Regions from separate parts of the Rattus norvegicus genome. Here region 2 is linked to region 1. The links are chromatin contacts, called in public Hi-C maps. All regions are on one chromosome and are shown on one strand. Each heading gives the region's core, a stretch centred on a gene start, on an enhancer-like site or on the middle of the called end of the contact. The rest is flanking DNA. Distances are from core to core; before and after follow the strand shown.

Region 1 (3,499 bases), core at 421-2,920:
TGGTGAAGGATAAAGATCCATGATTTGTGAAATTACTTAGATACAGCTTAAAGAGGGGTGTATATTATATATAAAGAGAGAAGGAAGCATTTTCTATGTTAACAATCAGTTGGTCTGGGTAAACAAGGTCTTTGAACCTGTCTTCTGAGTTTTCTTCTAAGGAGCCCAAACGAAAGGTGATAATTTTCTGGATCAACTACAGCAATACACAGCTGGGGCTGCCAAAGGTAGGCTAATGAAAACTGGTATTCTATGCCACAGAAGCCCCATGGCAGGGAGCAGGTTAGACAGGGCAGGCACAGTTGATTTCCCCTATGGGTCTAAGTAATGTTCTTCTTTCAGAGGTCTCCAGCACTGTAGTATGTAAGCAGCCTAGAAGCCCACAGGTTAGGGACAGACTCTAACCTGCCGCGTCGCTGACTGAGGTCTCATGGTCAATTAAGATCATAATGAGAGCATCTGCTCAACCTCACGCCACCCTTCCTCAAACACTATGAAAGGAGAGGTCATGTATTCCATATGTGCATTTAAATGCACAGCTGTACTCAGAACCAAAGGACCCTCCACGATATCAGAGTCCACACTGAGGTCAATGCTGCACAGCTCTTAGAGAGAGTCACTGAAGGCCAGAACAGCCTGCCTATGTTGAAGGAGCTGTGAGAGAAGTCACGTCACTTACTCTTCAGGACAAGTGAAACATGTCCACCCACGCAAACATGAAAAAGTCCCAAAAGGCCGGGAAGAGCATGTTGGAGGCTATTCCATCTCACAGAGGTTACTAATGGGAGAAGGAAATCTTGTTGATGATGAAGGACAGCATTTGGCCAACTAAAGCAACAGAATTTATGCTTGCCAAAGGCAGAACACTGATGTCTTCAAAAGGTAGGGGAAGATGGATATGAACTCACGACCACTTGATTTATTATTCGGATACCTCCAGACATCTGCAGATAAGGGTCCCCACACATAGGAAGTGTCGCTAGAAGAAACACTGTAAGAGACACCGCAAGGGAAAAGAACGGGACGACCCCAAACAAGGGTGACAGAAATCAATACAAGTTGGGTGACCTGGTGGTGCTATAGTTTTGTATGCTCTGTCCTTTCCCACAGCCACGTGGAAATGTGCTGCCACTGTGGTGATCCTTGGAAAGGGACCTTTGGAGCTGATGAGGTTGTAAGAGGCTGGGCTTGCTCGGCTGAGAGCAGGCAGCCCCAAGTCCAGACAGCCCCGAGTGTCTGGTGCCCCATATCTCACTGCTCTTCTGGGTTTTTGTTTTGTTTTTCACTTTTAGGATACATTATGAGGTCCTCACCAGAATAGACACCCAGCCTTTGACTTCAGCATCCAGAGTCATGAGCCAGATACACTTTAAAAGTACCCAAGGTACTTTATTTAGTGATAGCAAATAGAAAATGGATGACCACAATTTATATACATCTTAGTGCCTACATCAGTTTGCATCCAAGTTCTAGAAAGGCATATGAGATTCAGAGGGTTTTTTTCCCCCTCCCCAACGCAATGTTAAAATGTGTTACAATTCTTCCCCTCTAACCCTGTCTGGGTATGTATGTGTTTTCCTGGAGAGGAAATACAAAGCTTCCACAACACCGTCAGAGGAGCCCAGAGTCTCAAAAAAGAACTAAAGGCTATTGTTCTGACAGCTGTCCCACAAGGCACAGCATAGGCTCAGCACAGAACAGAAGAGAATCATGGTCATGCTAATTTGCTTCCGTGCTCTGTCCTCATTCTGCCAGGCAGAGATGGAACTGAGCAGTGGGAAGGAGACCCTCTGGGGTCCACCCTAATATTCTGCACCTCCAACAAACCTAAACCCCCAAACCTAAAAATTGGACAAAAAGAAATCATGTCAATAGGAACATTTTTCTTTAACTCCCTTCCAACAAGAGGCACGGGCCTTTGTTAACATCGCCATAGGCGTCCTCTCCTGAAGTGTGTCAAACTTTGTCTCCTGAAGCCTGACCTGTGTAGCCACTGACTGTACGACTGGACACACGGAAGCTGCAGGACCTGTTTGCCTGACACATTTGTATCCTTTGGGGAATGTGGTAACTACTGGGACTTAAACAGAACATTTTTATAACTGCTAATATTTGTTAGGTAAATTCTTACTCTAGAGCTTCTTTTTTTCCAGCCAGAAAACAACTATTAAGTTAAACTATTAAGTGATCAACTCCGTTTTCTTTTGTTCTGCTGATGACTTTTCTTTTGGTAGAAGCATGAGACATAGTAACTGTGACAAAATCTAGATAACTTGGACCATAACATGGAGGCCATCCTTGGGGACATATTTTCTTCCTCCCTCCTACCTCTACATGAGCACAAAATAACCTCAACTTAGCAGATCTGGCAAATCGTGGTTTGTTTGGCCCTGTGTCCTATAAGTCAGAAAAAAAGAACCCGTGTGGCTGCTGTCTTTGAGCCAATCAGTCTGACTACTATGACTTCCAATGTACCTTGGTACCTCAAGACATATTTGTGCCATTGTGCTGCATATTCAGGGAAAGCTTTCTGAGCCTCTTCATAGCTCTAGGTGGCATGCATGTGTTCGTAAGAGTCTTAGTCAGGGTTCCTATTCCTGCACAGACATCATGACTGACCAAGAAGCAAGTTGAGGAGGAAAGGGTTTATTCAGCTTACACTTCCACATTGCTGTTCATCACCAAAGGAAGTCAGGACTGGAACTCAAGCAGGTCAGGAAGCAGGAGCTGATGCAGAGGCCATGGAGGGATGTTACTGGCTTACTTCCCTTGGCTTGCTCAGCTTGCTTTCTTATAGAACCCAAGACTACCAGCCCAGGGACAACACCACCCCAACCTTGGTCACTAACTGAGAACATGCCTTACAGCTGGATCTCATGGAAGAATTTCCTCAAGGGAGGCTCCTTTCTCTGTGATAACTCCAGCTTGTGTCAAGTTGACACACAAAACCAGCTAGTACAATAAGATCACCTCTGCTTCCAAGGTGGGCCACGAAAAAAAGTTGGGTCAGGTTATCCACAGAGCTTCTAGAGTTAGTTGTCATTGTTTAAGACAGAGGAAACACTTGTTACTGTCTGAAGACAGTATTCAGTCTAGAAATAAATGTTTCATGTCAACAAGAAACCTCATTGGATACTGGGTTTCAGATTTATAATGGATGAAAGACACTCTCACAACTCCAAAATTTTCTGGAATGTTCATTTTTTAAAAGACCATTCTGCTAGTTAGATTTCAAAATGAAGTTCTCTTCATGGTGTTTTAGAACCAAGGTAGAGATTAGAGTTTCACTCAACACCATTTAAAATCTAAGACACTTGAAGAGAACATGAAAAAGAGCAGCCCATGTGCTTGCTGGCAATGGCCAGCCATTGTGTTCCAAAAGCTAGCTGTGAGCAAGGAGTGACAAGATGCAGTAAGAGAACAGGAGGCTGTGAAAATCAGTAGAATCTGGACAATCAAGCAAGAGCACCTGACTTAACTGAGTTATGTGGGTCCCCAG
Region 2 (3,280 bases), core at 545-3,044, 440 kb before region 1:
CAGAATTTTGTTGAGTATTTTTGCGTCGATATTCATAAGGGAAATTGGTCTGAAGTTCTCTTTCTTTGTTGTGTCTTTGTGTGGTTTAGGTATAAGAGTAATTGTGGCTTCGTAGAAGGTATTCGGTAGTGATCCATCTGTTTCAATTTTGTGGAATAGTTTGGATAATATTGGTATGAGGTCTTCCTAGGTATTTCTAAGTTGTAAGAAGTTGACAGTTAAACTAACCAGCACAGAATCCTCTGATTCTTTGCTTTTTTTCCTCAGACAAGAGGAACTGATAGCTTTGAGATGGCTTTCTGACACTAGCATCCTGGGATATCCTGGATGCTTGGAATGGCTATGGTGGGAAGGAGCCAGCAAGAGAGATTGGCCCATGGCCTGATGCTCAATGAGCTCTTCTAGATTAGAACAGACAGCACGTGCACGTCCTTGTTCTGAGCACATATTCCTGTACATTGCAATCTCCTCTGCTTTCTCCAAACTGAGCTCTCACTACACACAAATAACAATACTTTAGCGAAATGCTATCTCCTTACCTAGCACAGTCTAGCATCCCATTCATGATCCTCCAGCCTCTGCCACCCAAATGCTGGAATTACCACCACACCAGGCTTCAGGCATTTCTCATTCTTCAGAATGGACACTGTTTCCTAGTACCCTTGAGAACATGGCAGTGTCCAAGATCACAGCTCACCAAGCTGAGGTGCCCCACCTCTCCCTAATCCCACACTATCTGACAAGGCTGCTTTGCCCTCCCAGTTCTTTCGGAGAACCACAATTCCACATCTGTATGACCAAGGTCACAGCCTGCACACTCTGTAGCATCTGCTATTACAAGCCACAGGGATGTAAGTTGACTGTGGAAAAACACCCTGCACTAAAACTAAACTATATGCTAGTATGCAAATCCATTACAGCCTCAGGAAACATTTTCTTATTCCTTTATTATATCAGTTTGCTTACATTCTGCTTGGATACATTTAACAAACTTTTTTCATTCTACTATTTAAACAGTAATTTAACTGAATGGTGAGTGTGGTTCGGTGTGTTACAGGAGATGGACAGAATTACCATCCTGAAGAAAATGAACATCTAGAATAGAAACGGGCAATCAGTTACAACAGTAGAACAGGGAGAGATGTATGAGGTCAGAAGCATTTCTATGTTTCTGTTGATTTGGCTTTAAAACAGCCTCTCTGTAGCCCAGACTCACCTTAATCTCACTACATAGCCATGACTAGTGTTTGGCTCCTACTCCCCTACCTCAGGCTCGTAGTGCTAGGTTTACAAATGTATTGCCACCATGCTTGGCCTTTTTCGATCTCCATGTCAACTTTCCTCGAAAAATAGTAGCTTGTATCAGTGACCCCATGTTTTTCTTAACAAATAAACATTGGTATCTGTCCACTAGACCATCACACCTAAGTCTACCAAAGATCCCCATGCTTATGCTTTAAAGATTTCTTAAGCTGTAGCATCCAAACCAATCACACAATCTAAGAAAGACACTGTCACAAGATCAAATATTGGTAAACACGGCTCAACGTTACTTTTAACTTCTTGAGAAGGAAACGGAAATGAGCTGAGCACTTGAGCATTCCCTGGTAATTAAATTTTCTCAAAGTAGGTCATGGTTCCCATTCCAACTGTCTGAGGCAGCCCATTCGGTCACTGGGCAGCTTTAATTGCTAAAACATTCTTCCCTGTTACCAAGTGAAAGCCCTTCTTCATTTCTCCCCGAGAAGCCAGTTCTGACCTCTGGAGCTCCAAGTGGGGCTGGAATCTTTCTTCTCCATGATGGTGGCCCTTTAGTTCATGGGGTTAGATCTCAGGCCCCTGCTTGCCTTTCTTTCATCCAGACTGGCTCCCAGTCACTGTCACCTTCAGTCTCCTGATCAAGCAGGAGCTGATTTCTGATTACATTTAACCTTGCAGTTTCCTGGTCCATAATATCCAGCCCCTCCTGTTTCTATGGAAGCTAGCTAACAGGACAAGACTGAGTGCCTGTGGCTATGAGTTAACACCGAATGACCTCCCTCCCCTGGCCATTCTCCATATAAACACTGTCACCACCTTTAAGACTGTTTCACACATGTGACTATTTGAACAGTCTTGCCATGTCTGTGTTTGTGCAGCTGGGTTTCACTGACAGGACGACACACTGTCACAGCTACTCTGCTACATTCATAGTCTCAGATTCCACACAGTTCCCACTGTTCCCTGTTATTTAGAGAAACTGGCTCTGGCATGCCTCGTGTTCTGGGAGGGAAGACTCACAACACCCATGCCTTTGATAGACACCATCCTCCAAGTCCTCATGCTGGTAACTGCATATCTTGAATCAGACAGGACCCGGCAGGGGGAAATCCCCTTTGCATCCATAAATGAGGTTTAGAATGACAGTCTTTGAATAAGCCCCTTGGTCCCCTGCCCCTCTTGTCATTGGAGATCTGGTCTGCAAGCTCCTCCACCCCTCCACTTCCTCACTCCCTTCTGCCTTCATCTCTCCAAATGTCCCCCACTAGAGTTGTATTAGTGGAGTGAAGGAAAACGCCATAGATAGAGGCATCTTGGTTTACCAGTTGTCCCATTTTAACCTATGCATTGGCTTCCTCATATGCAATGTGAGATGATACCTACACCTCATAGAATCACTGTTAGGATTAAGAACAGCTTACACCAAGGTCTCAAACCACCGGGAGTGACTAAGTTTAAGTAGCTACAGAATATTGGAGATACTTTAACACTAAAGGAACGCACCACTTTCAGTTCTTATTTCTGCTCTTCTACTTTATGAAGGGCTGGGGATTCAACTCTTGGCCTTGTACATGTTAGGCAAGGGGTATGCCTCCAACCTTTATTTTAGTTTTTCAGTTCTGGGTCTCCTACAGGATCTTCACACCCACAGTCTGCACAGCTCTCCCTCCTGTTCCCCGCTAGGTCTGTATTGTAAGAGTCAACCACTGTTGAACCCGCTGTTAGTGTTCATCTCCTCTGCAAGGGTAGAGCTTGATTAAAAGGAAATCAATTCTTCATTTGGTTCCAAGCAGCTGGTACCATGCTTGCTACATCTACAGTACCCAATACATGCTTCCTCAGTTAAAAGTGAAAAATTCAAGATAAAGTAGAAGGATATTTTTAGAACCCTGAAGGTATGTAAATTCCCAAGAGTGTCTCAATGGTAAGATGTCACAATTATATTCCAGGGAAGTCCTATGTGTGCCAAGTGGTACTAAAGCTTTGGAGTGGATGCTCATCCTTCACACACAGCTGATAC

Evidence for each region. Hi-C and Micro-C count contacts between places; a contact is called where the count stands out from the background.
Region 2: a contact with region 1 is called in a Hi-C map of frontal cortex, with 2.6 times the contacts expected there. The contact joins two enhancer-like sites. A contact is called at or near these places in 3 of 12 Hi-C or Micro-C datasets (the A7r5 cell line, Schwann cells and frontal cortex) and 1 of 1 datasets of contacts at active chromatin or transcription factors (oligodendrocytes).

The regions. Positions count from the first base shown.
Region 1 is chr1:53,067,987-53,071,485 of GRCr8, reverse strand. No RefSeq gene overlaps it. Among named protein-coding and RNA genes, the nearest start is that of Qki, 130 kb to the right of the region's middle. Within about 2 kb of position 1,670, at least 26 of the 93 cell types and tissues checked have an H3K27ac peak or open chromatin away from gene starts, as enhancers often do.
Region 2 is chr1:53,505,950-53,509,229 of GRCr8, reverse strand. No RefSeq gene overlaps it. Among named protein-coding and RNA genes, the nearest start is that of Pabpc6, 85 kb to the left of the region's middle. Within about 2 kb of position 1,794, at least 9 of the 93 cell types and tissues checked have an H3K27ac peak or open chromatin away from gene starts, as enhancers often do.